2 separate regions of the Sus scrofa genome follow, and region 2 is linked to region 1. The links are chromatin contacts, called in public Hi-C maps. All regions are on one chromosome and are shown on one strand. Each heading gives the region's core, a stretch centred on a gene start, on an enhancer-like site or on the middle of the called end of the contact. The rest is flanking DNA. Distances are from core to core; before and after follow the strand shown. Region 1 holds the start of PLGRKT (plasminogen receptor with a C-terminal lysine). Region 2 holds the start of INSL6 (insulin-like peptide INSL6).

Region 1 (4,638 bases), core at 1,564-4,063:
TTATCATAAAGTAAAAATAAAATTTTCTGACCCAGATACACAGTGTAGAGTCTAGTCTTTGCTCTCAACTAGCTGTTTGACCTTGGACAAATGTAACCAGTCTGGCCATCATTTACCTAAGAAGAGATGATTGAACTAGATGATTTTCAAAATATTTCCTGTTCTAAATATTCTATAGTTCTCAATTTTTCTTCGCACAGTATATCTTGAGGAACTGAACACTTAAAAACAAACAAAAAACCCTCTCATTTTTATAAGGGGCAGGGTGAACACCATCCATTCTATTACCTCTGTACAGCTGGATAACAGAACTTTTGCTTCTGAGGCAGAGTCATTTAGAAGATGCTTTGTATACCTTGAAGACTGATTTCTCTGTGTTCCTTTCATTTGTGTTTTAGGACGCTTTTGGTATCTCAAGGTCACTATATCCATACTCTGCCTATAATCCCTATCCCTCTCCTATCCACTTGCTATTCCCATCCAGCCACTGCTAATATCCCTTGGCCATCTCCTCTAGCCTCACTTCACTTTTTTTTTCTTCTTAAGGTACTACTGAAGTTCTCAAAAGGGGAAAAAAATATTTAAACACAAACTTTAGATGAATATATGGTACCATCTATCTTATTTATCTTACTTAAGATATTCTTAAGTGGGCTGGCAATTCTAGATGGCCCAGAATTCCAATTTTTGTTCTTAATCCAAATAGGTAGGTAGAAAAGACCTTCAGTTAGTTGTTGATTCTACCTTCAGAAGACTGCAGAACTTGGGGAAGTTGTAGCTGCTCTACCCTCCTCAACAATGTTGCTGATATTCTTTGGTAGGCTGTTGAGCACTTGGTGAACTTCAGGTCAAGGTGGCCACTCTTAATGCTTCCACCTAGGTTTCACAATATTCTGTGAGAAGCCCGGACAGAGTTCCTATTTTCCATATCTTAAGCAGAAATTTTGGGTTCTAGCCAACTGGTGAAAAGACGTGGGGAGAGGGAGAACATTTCATGCCAGATGGAATGAGGCTACTACTAATGGGGCTCAAGTGAGTGGGAAATGCAAGCCAGACTTCAGTGGCTTCCCAGTATTCTGGCCAAAGATGCATCCTTAATTTACAGAAGTCTCTGAGCCAGTCAACTTCAAGGCTGGGTACAGGAGGCTGAGCCACTCACAGAGGAGAAGAGGCACTCCATAAAGAGGCCTGGCAGGTCATGAGATTTTCCTCCCCACCCACTGCTCCACTCCATCCTGTGGCCAGAGGAGGAGACCACCCAGTAAGGTGATCTAGAAGTTCTCTCCTGTCTCTAGACTTTGACAGCCCCGTGTCCACTGTCTCCAACAGCAGAGCACAACTTGCCTGAAGGCAGGAGCAATATATGACCTGTCTTGGCAGTCCCCAAAGTGTCTCTACCCCAGAAATGTTGCAGAAACATAAGTGATATAAAAGAAGGTGTAGCTCAGACACTTGTCATTCCTAATTCTTTATTCTGTAGGTAGGAGTATATAATTGAATTTTTACACCTGCAACAAACATTTATAAAGAAAACAACTTTCCTCTAATCCCATTTCTACACACACACACCGTATGTCAGAGTTATATCCCTTAGAATGCCCCTATTTATAAGAGGGTAGACTCTCCCCAAAGTAGAGTGACAATCCTTATGTCAGTCACCTAGGGAAGAGAAACTATCTGGGAAGTTAGGACTTTGGCTTACATCTTTCTTGGCCTTGTTCTTTTGGGTCTGGATTGTAGTTTGGATGTATTAGAAGATGTTCCCAAGAGTTAAAGGTAGAAGGGGGAAGAGCTCCCCTGTAATTCCCAAAGAAGACCACACCTGAAAAATGAGTGTTTTCAAAACTGCCAACACTTTGTCATTGGAGAGAAATGCCTTACTAATTACAGCTTGGACACTACTGTGTCTCAGAAGGCTAAGAATGCTGATCTGGGTCTCTTCTGCCTTCATTTTTTCCTTTGATTACTCACGAGACCTTAAAAAGGTCTCTTTAATGCTCCAGCCCTGCCTCAGCTGTGCAATAGATAGGGGTATTTCTGAGGAGTGTTGGGGCTGCAAGTTCCAAGAAATCCTCCTTGGGTCACACCTAGGAATTCAGGATTTGATTTTACCTTAAAAAAATTAATAATTCCATGACCTATAAGTGTGTCATCCAGATTTGTGCACTGACTCATTTCCTGAACAAATGACGTATTAACAACCTGCATTTATAACTAGTTGCATGATTACGATCGTTTTCAATGTCTTTGGGTTTCATTCAAATTAGACCACTTCCCCTACAAATTCTAGCTTGCGCGTTCCATTCAAACTAGCGCATTTCCCCTATAGATTCCAGCCCAGAACTCCCACAGCTTCCGGAAGGTTTTCCCTACGTTAACTCCACCTGCGCACCCTGGACCCAATTACTGTAACTTGGGTAACTCCTGCAGTGATATGTAATGATATGTTGATTTCCGTAAACAACTCTCTGCCTACTTCCCCAGCATAATTACAACGTTATGGGAGAGCCCTCAGTCTATGCAAGGGAGAACGACTCCTTCAAACGAGGCTGGCAGTACTGGTCGGCACTAGCAGCTGAGGAAGCCAAGGTCGCTCTTGAGGGGAGGGCGCCCAGCGCGGCCCGTCAAGCTGGGGACCCCCACGGGCTCAGCTCTCGCACTCGCAACTGCGGGGACCCGCCCTCCCCAGCCACCTGAGGCCAGCCTGGCCCGCTCGGCCGGTGCACACTCACTGGGCAGTGGGCAGTAGAGGCGCCGGGTCTCTCCGGTCTCAACGGAGGCTTCCAGGCCTGGCTTCTCCTAGACCGCCGCAGGGAACTGGGCCTCACTCCCACAGTGCCTCAGGATTGGCTGGCCATGACAGACAATTCCGAGCCTCAGCCAATCAGCGCAGCTCTCCTTAAAGGGCCCGCAAGCTTGACCTTGAAGGTCTGGTATGTTCTTTTCCGCCAGGCGCCTGGGAGCGGCGGGTCAAAGAGGAAAATTCAAAACCACAGGGACTCAGCAATCAAATTTAAAGGAGGCAGAGAGAGAGCAGCATGGAAATCGCACTTAAATGACTCAGTGAGGTTTGTCACTTACCCACGAGGAGCTTGAGCAAGTCATGTTCCCTCTCAAAGTAAAACTCTCTCTGGAGAGCTTAATGAGCCATGTCATAGTTATTCTCCAGTAATTAAGTCAACTACCACTTGTAAGGTCTGTTTCGAGAATGTGTCTCATGAGGTTGTCATTGAAATATATATAATCCACAGTTATAAAAATTTGTAAGGGCTTTTCTGCTTTACAGAATGTTTAATGTCGAGGGTAGATCCCCCCCCCCTTTGAATATCAGCACAGACATAGTTTATTTAATTTGTTGGAGCCTCAGTCTCTTCCATCTGTTAAATTGCCACCCATTAAAGTGGCAAAAATGTTAAGGCAGGAAACGAAAAAAGAATAGACCTGGTCAGAGTTACCAATCCAGTTTCTTTGACCGAGCACATCTTTCTCCCCTGCTACCCTGAGAGGTAATCATTTCTTCTCACCCTCACCAGTAATTTTTGTCTTGAGTAAGTCAGGTCCTTCTCTGAGTTTCCTTGAGGAAAAACTTGAGGAACTGTTGGCATACTTTTCTTTGCTACTACACGGCTTGGAAGAATATCAAGGACTTTACCAGGCTTTGGCCTTGAGAAAGGTCCCTGCCCTTAGCCTTGTCTGACCCTCACATCAGTGAAGAAAGCATTTAATCTCCCCCAGGCTCTGCATGTGAGTGAACACCACCCCACCATCTTGCCAGAGTGACCTGGGCACACAGAAGCGAAGCCATTTGGAACTTGGACTCATTAAGAGAGGAAAGCAACTGATATGATATCATTTGAGTGCAGGACGTCTTGGACTCATTAAGAGAGGATAGCAACTGATGTGATAGCGTTTGCACGACATCTAGCATAAGCAAACCTTTATTTGATATCCATCACTGTCACTCTTCATCCTCTCCAAAATTTAACTTTTATCATCTCTACAATAGGACTGAAGCCATTTAATTTATTGGACTGTGAAGACTAAATGAGATAAATATTTAGGCACTTAGCACAGTGTCTGGAACACAGTTAGCATTAAGTAAATAGCAGTAACCAGCAACAGTGGCAACCTGTTACTAACTCTAGGTCTAAAGGGACAAGGAGAAGGGAGCAATTATTAAAACTAGGCAAGAGCAATAGCTGTGACTGTATGAAAGGACTACCCAACAGGAGCTATGTTGTTCACTAGAGGAAAGAAGTCACTGCTAATCCTTGGCCAAGTGGGGTAAGATCCTGTAGTTGTAGATACTGCTAGCATCTCAGCTCCAAGTGGGGATAGAGTAGAGAAGAAAGACACATCTCTCTGTCCTTCCATGCTCTGGTATCCTGCTGAGATATTCCATTGACCAGATCCACCAGAAAGGCAGAAAACAAGGGAGCCTCTATGTAGTCCATAGAGGTTAGCTTCCTAGGCACAAAAACCAAAGTGATAAATGGAAAATACCCAACAAACAATTTCTACAACCTTGGGTTTATTATATTTTGAAGTCCTAATTCAAAAAGAGGAAATGCTTCCACTGGAGGACCCAGCCATGGTTCTATAGAATTGGAAGCTGAAACTGCCCCCTTGATCATTTTG
Region 2 (4,638 bases), core at 1,041-3,540, 100 kb before region 1:
TCCTCAAAAAACTAAAAATAGAGTTGCCATATGATCCAGCAATTCCACTCTTGGGTGTACACTCAGAGAAAACTGTAATTTGAAAAGATATATGCAACCTAATGTTCATAGCAGCACTATTTACAATACCCAAGATAGGGAAGCAACCTAAGTGTCCATTGACAGATGAATGGATAAAAAAAGAGGTGGTATAAATATAAAATAGAATATTACTCAGCCAAAATAAGGAATGAGACAATGCCATTTGCAGCAATGTGGATGCAACTAGAGATTATCATACTAAGTGAATTCAAACAGAGAAAGACAAATATCATATGATTATCATTTACATGTGGAATCTAAAAAAATGGTACAAATAAATTATTTACCAAACAAATAGATGCACAGACAGAAAACAAGTTTATGGTTACCAAAGGGGAAAGGGGGGTAGGGATAAATTAGGTGTATGGGATTAACAGATATATATACTATGTATAAAATAAAGAACAAGGACTTACTTATAGCACAGGGAATTATATTCAATATCTTGTAATAACCTATACTGGAAAAGAATCTGAAGAAGTATGTATATATTTGCTGTACACCTGAAGCTAACACATTATAAATCAACTATATTTCAATAAAAAAGTTTTCATTCCCTTAGCAGCAATAATCTTGTTTCATTCATTCATTCTAAAAGAGTAAGTGTTTATCAGGACATAGGCAATATTTTATAATAACTTTAAATGGAGTATAATCTATAAAAATTTTGAATCACTATCTTGTCTACTTGAGACTAATAAAATATTGTAAACCTACTATACCTCAAAAAAAAAAAAAAGAATATGTGCTTATAATGTGCTAGGCAATGTTTTAGTTTGTTTCAGTCTTAAAACATTAGGGTCTTTGTTTTGGCATGATAGTCTACTCCTTTCCTTAATTTCAGAAATCTCGACATTTGCGAAATTTTTTTCCAAATAAAATCAATTGAATTACTACAGAAGGCAATAACTTCTATGACATGACACTCTGGGCAGTTTATAAAGTGCATCTTCTTTTAAAATGGCAAATGTATTAAGAGTAAAATGCATTAGTCACAAAATGTAAAAATATAGTTGGAAGATAGGGATGGATTGGAAATAAAAATATTTTCCTAAAGACTGCTTAAAATCACTAAGAATAAATTCGATATATAGTAAGCACATACCCTGTGCTCAGCTCTCTGCTAGGCATTTCAGATAAAAACATGTATGAGCTATCTCTATAATGTGGTATGATAAACAGGGCTGGTCTTAAGGGATTGAGACCTTCTGCTAGCAGACAGTACTTAGAAAGACCTTGCATTTTGTTTAATGCTCTATTACCCCAGTATTGAAGTTTTCAGTAATTTTATCTTTCGACTTCTAAGTGAGGTGTTAAGTACACGAACTTTTAAGTAAAGTCTGATAGGACAAAGGACTATGTGTGAGCAGAGGCGATATGCAAAAGAAAGTCAAAAAGCTTAAATTTTAGTCATTTTAATGGCCTTTTCCTGCTTTTTGAATAATAGGCCTTGCATTTTCATCTTGCACTGGCCAATTATGCACTTGTGGGGCCAATTATGTAGCAGGTCCTCATGATAGTTAAATAGAAATACGTGTTAGATATTGTGGTAAAATGGAGTATTTATGAAAGTGTAAGTGATGACTTCACAGGGAAAATTATACATAAATTAAGCTTTGAAGGACAAAATGGAGTGTGCCAGGTGACAAGGGCATTCCAGAAAGAGAAAGCTAGGAAAAGCATTCTTATACAAATGTCTAGGCTCATATGTGTACACTTATTTCCTCTAAGTAAAAAAAAAAAAAAAAAAAAAAAGCGTTATCGAGATTTTGTATATATATTAGGCACAAACTGCATTTCCTGAGGAAGTTCAACGCCTATCTGAGGATATTAGGGAATAAGCAATGCACAAAGATGAAAACACATGCCCTTGGTTTAGATTTTTACCTTGTCTTGAACCTCTTCCCCAGACCGAGAAAGTGGTTTGGGAGCTTTCCAACCGGTCGGGGATGAACGTTTCAACCTGCTCGGCTTGGGAAAGCAGGTGTGTGAGGGGGTTTTCCTCTTCAAACTGGCTCCAGCTAACATTGCCACAGAGTCTTACTATTTCTTTCAGTAAATGCCTGCCGCACAACTTCCTGGCTCTGCTAATGTCGTTCAGCTCACGGGAGAACCGAACCAGAGGAAGCCCAAGCCACAGCACACACAAGCCGAGGAGCCGCGGCATCCCTGAATCCCCAAGCCAAGTCCCTCGCGCTCCCTAACTGCCTTGTGCCAAGACCGCGCGTGCGCGCCTGGAGACCTTCTGATCTTCGCGTGCGGACCTCGCGAGAACCCCAAGGCGAGGCGCTCGGTACCGCGTAGCCTGTGTTTCCTGCGCTTCCAGGGTCTCACAGAAGGTCACAGGTAGCAGGCTGTTAGCTCTTAAGATAATTGCTTCGTTTTTCTTGCCACACTAGGGAGATTAATGAAATATGGGGGCTCATTTAACTGATAAAGCGTCCCCTCTAGTGGAATGCTTTTCCCGGCCTCTCTTGCCTGGTTTTTAATGGAACGTAACTTCCTCAGAGAAAACTTTCATTTTCTTCGTAGTGTTTGTTATGGTAGGTTTGCTCACGTTTATTTGTACACTTGTCTGATAACTTCTTCCCCTAATCCCCAGGTTTCTTGAAGGCAGGGCCTTCATCTTTTCTTGCTTTCCAGTCTACCTCTGAGCCTGACACATAGTTGGCGTGTATGTTGAAATGTTAACATGCATTTTAAATTCAGATTCAAAGCTTCGCAAGGAAATTCCTACTAGTTCTGCAGGGAGAAATGGGCCTTAGTCTCAATCTCCAGAACAAAGAGAATACCTGGGATAGTAATTCTGGTTCTTTCAGCTATAGATTATAGAGGAATGTCCATTATAAGTAGTGTCAACTTTAATAATACCCATTTATTTTATTGGCAAAAGTAAATTTATTCAGGAATAGCCAGAGGGATGCAGTTCAGGATATGTGAACTCTGGCCATATGCACATCCAGAGAACAGGGAAGAGGAACTTGCTTTTATTGGAAAAGGGGGGGAGAGTTAGGGAGGGTGTAATAACCAGAGTCCAGTGAGGAAGCTGGAAGTCCAAAGTGTGGGATCTTTTCCTTGGTTGGGCTGCATAGTTTGTGTTTGGCTGGGATAGGTGGATCGGAGAGGTTTCTTCTTCGTGTTATATTATCAATAGAGACGCCTTCCTTTTGGAGATGTAGGTCTTTGTCTCTTCCTGTACGGAGCATTGCGCTGCAGGGCGTGAGAACAGCCCTCTTCAGGTTTATCCTGGCTACAATTTTAGTTGAGGTTGTGATGAGGCTATGTAGAGGATTTGCCTTCTAAAAATAAGAGCATTTTGCTAAATTAGCAGAGAAGGGGCGGAGAAAGGCCGCGCAATTGGCATAGGTTACTTTGTCGTTAGTAAATGAAATGTTGTTAGTGTTGTCTCTGAACGATGTCCTACTAACCACAAGGGGGCAGTCAGGGGCCATCTCAGGAGTAGTCAACCTCAGGTGCTAAAGCCTCAGAAGTGCCGGCAGCTGTGTCAATGATGTTCTCCCTCATCTTCACAATGCTTTTTTCTCCATCTCCTTTTTGCTTTCTGCCTCTTTGTCTCCATTTTCTGTTCCCCCAGCTTTGCCCTACTTCACAGTGATATCCATGAGTGCTGTTAAATTAACTGAGAATTGCTTTTGTTTTTAAGATTGATGTAATCTGATTAGCACAATTTCATACCTTCCTTGAAAAACTAATAGAACTATAGTGGCCATGCATCCTAGGCAGAACTTTATATGGGAAACTCTCTGAGAAAGGAACATATTCATTATACTGAGATGAAGATTTTTTTCTAAAGTAAAAAAACATTCTTTCAAACAATGTATCTCAGAAAATTTGTACTCCCATTCTCTGTGTTGTCTGTTCCCTTTGCCAACTTTGTATTTCTCCATACCATTCACTACAGACTGACATACTATATATTTTACTTCTCTGTTTTCTATCTGCATTCTGTCTCCTTCTACCAGAATGTAAGCTCCACGCAGGCAGGGATTTTTGTTTATTCTGTTTGCTTTGATGTCATCTTTGCCTTGAAAAGTGCTTGGCATATAGTAAGTTCTCAGTAATAGTTTAATGTAAATATAATTATGGTTAGTAATATTTACAACAAATGATAAATGAAATGTTAATAATGTCAATAATCATATAATATTTGTTGAATGAATGAAGGAATAAATGAATGAACTCCCTGAGAACTAATTGTTCCTTTATACTCTACTTCATACATATGTCATAATTATTTATTACTGCACTACAGTGAACTTAAAAAAAATCACTTAATTATATTCTCTACTAGTTGTAAGCTCATTAAGGACTACTGTTGTTTCATATTTGTTATTCAATACCTGGGACAGCACCTGCTAAATAGACCCTTAATAAACATTTGTTGAATGAATGAACATATTCTTAAATACCACCAATTATTATCAGGAGTCAATGAATTTATTGAATTGAACAAATTATTAGTCAACTGACTTATTTTGAATAAGTTGCTATTATTACTGAATAAATTACTAACTTGTTAGCATCCTGTCCTAGCTA

What was found. Hi-C and Micro-C count contacts between places; a contact is called where the count stands out from the background.
Region 2: a contact with region 1 is called in a Hi-C map of fetal skeletal muscle, with 3 times the contacts expected there. The contact joins the promoter of INSL6 here to the promoter of PLGRKT in region 1. A contact is called at or near these places in 1 of 5 promoter capture datasets (liver), 26 of 47 Hi-C or Micro-C datasets (adipocytes, alveolar macrophages, blood and 15 more) and 2 of 2 datasets of contacts at active chromatin or transcription factors (alveolar macrophages and skeletal muscle).

What each region holds. Positions count from the first base shown.
Region 1 is chr1:216,690,246-216,694,883 of Sscrofa11.1, reverse strand. It overlaps PLGRKT (plasminogen receptor with a C-terminal lysine), which reads right to left and starts at 2,813. Exons shown (of 5, transcript NM_001190217.1): 1 at 2,733-2,813. It also overlaps a transcript of CD274 not described here.
Region 2 is chr1:216,790,437-216,795,074 of Sscrofa11.1, reverse strand. INSL6 (insulin-like peptide INSL6) reads right to left here and starts at 2,290. Exons shown (of 2, transcript XM_001926013.5): 1 at 1,969-2,290. The coding sequence starts at 2,248. It also overlaps a transcript of CD274 not described here.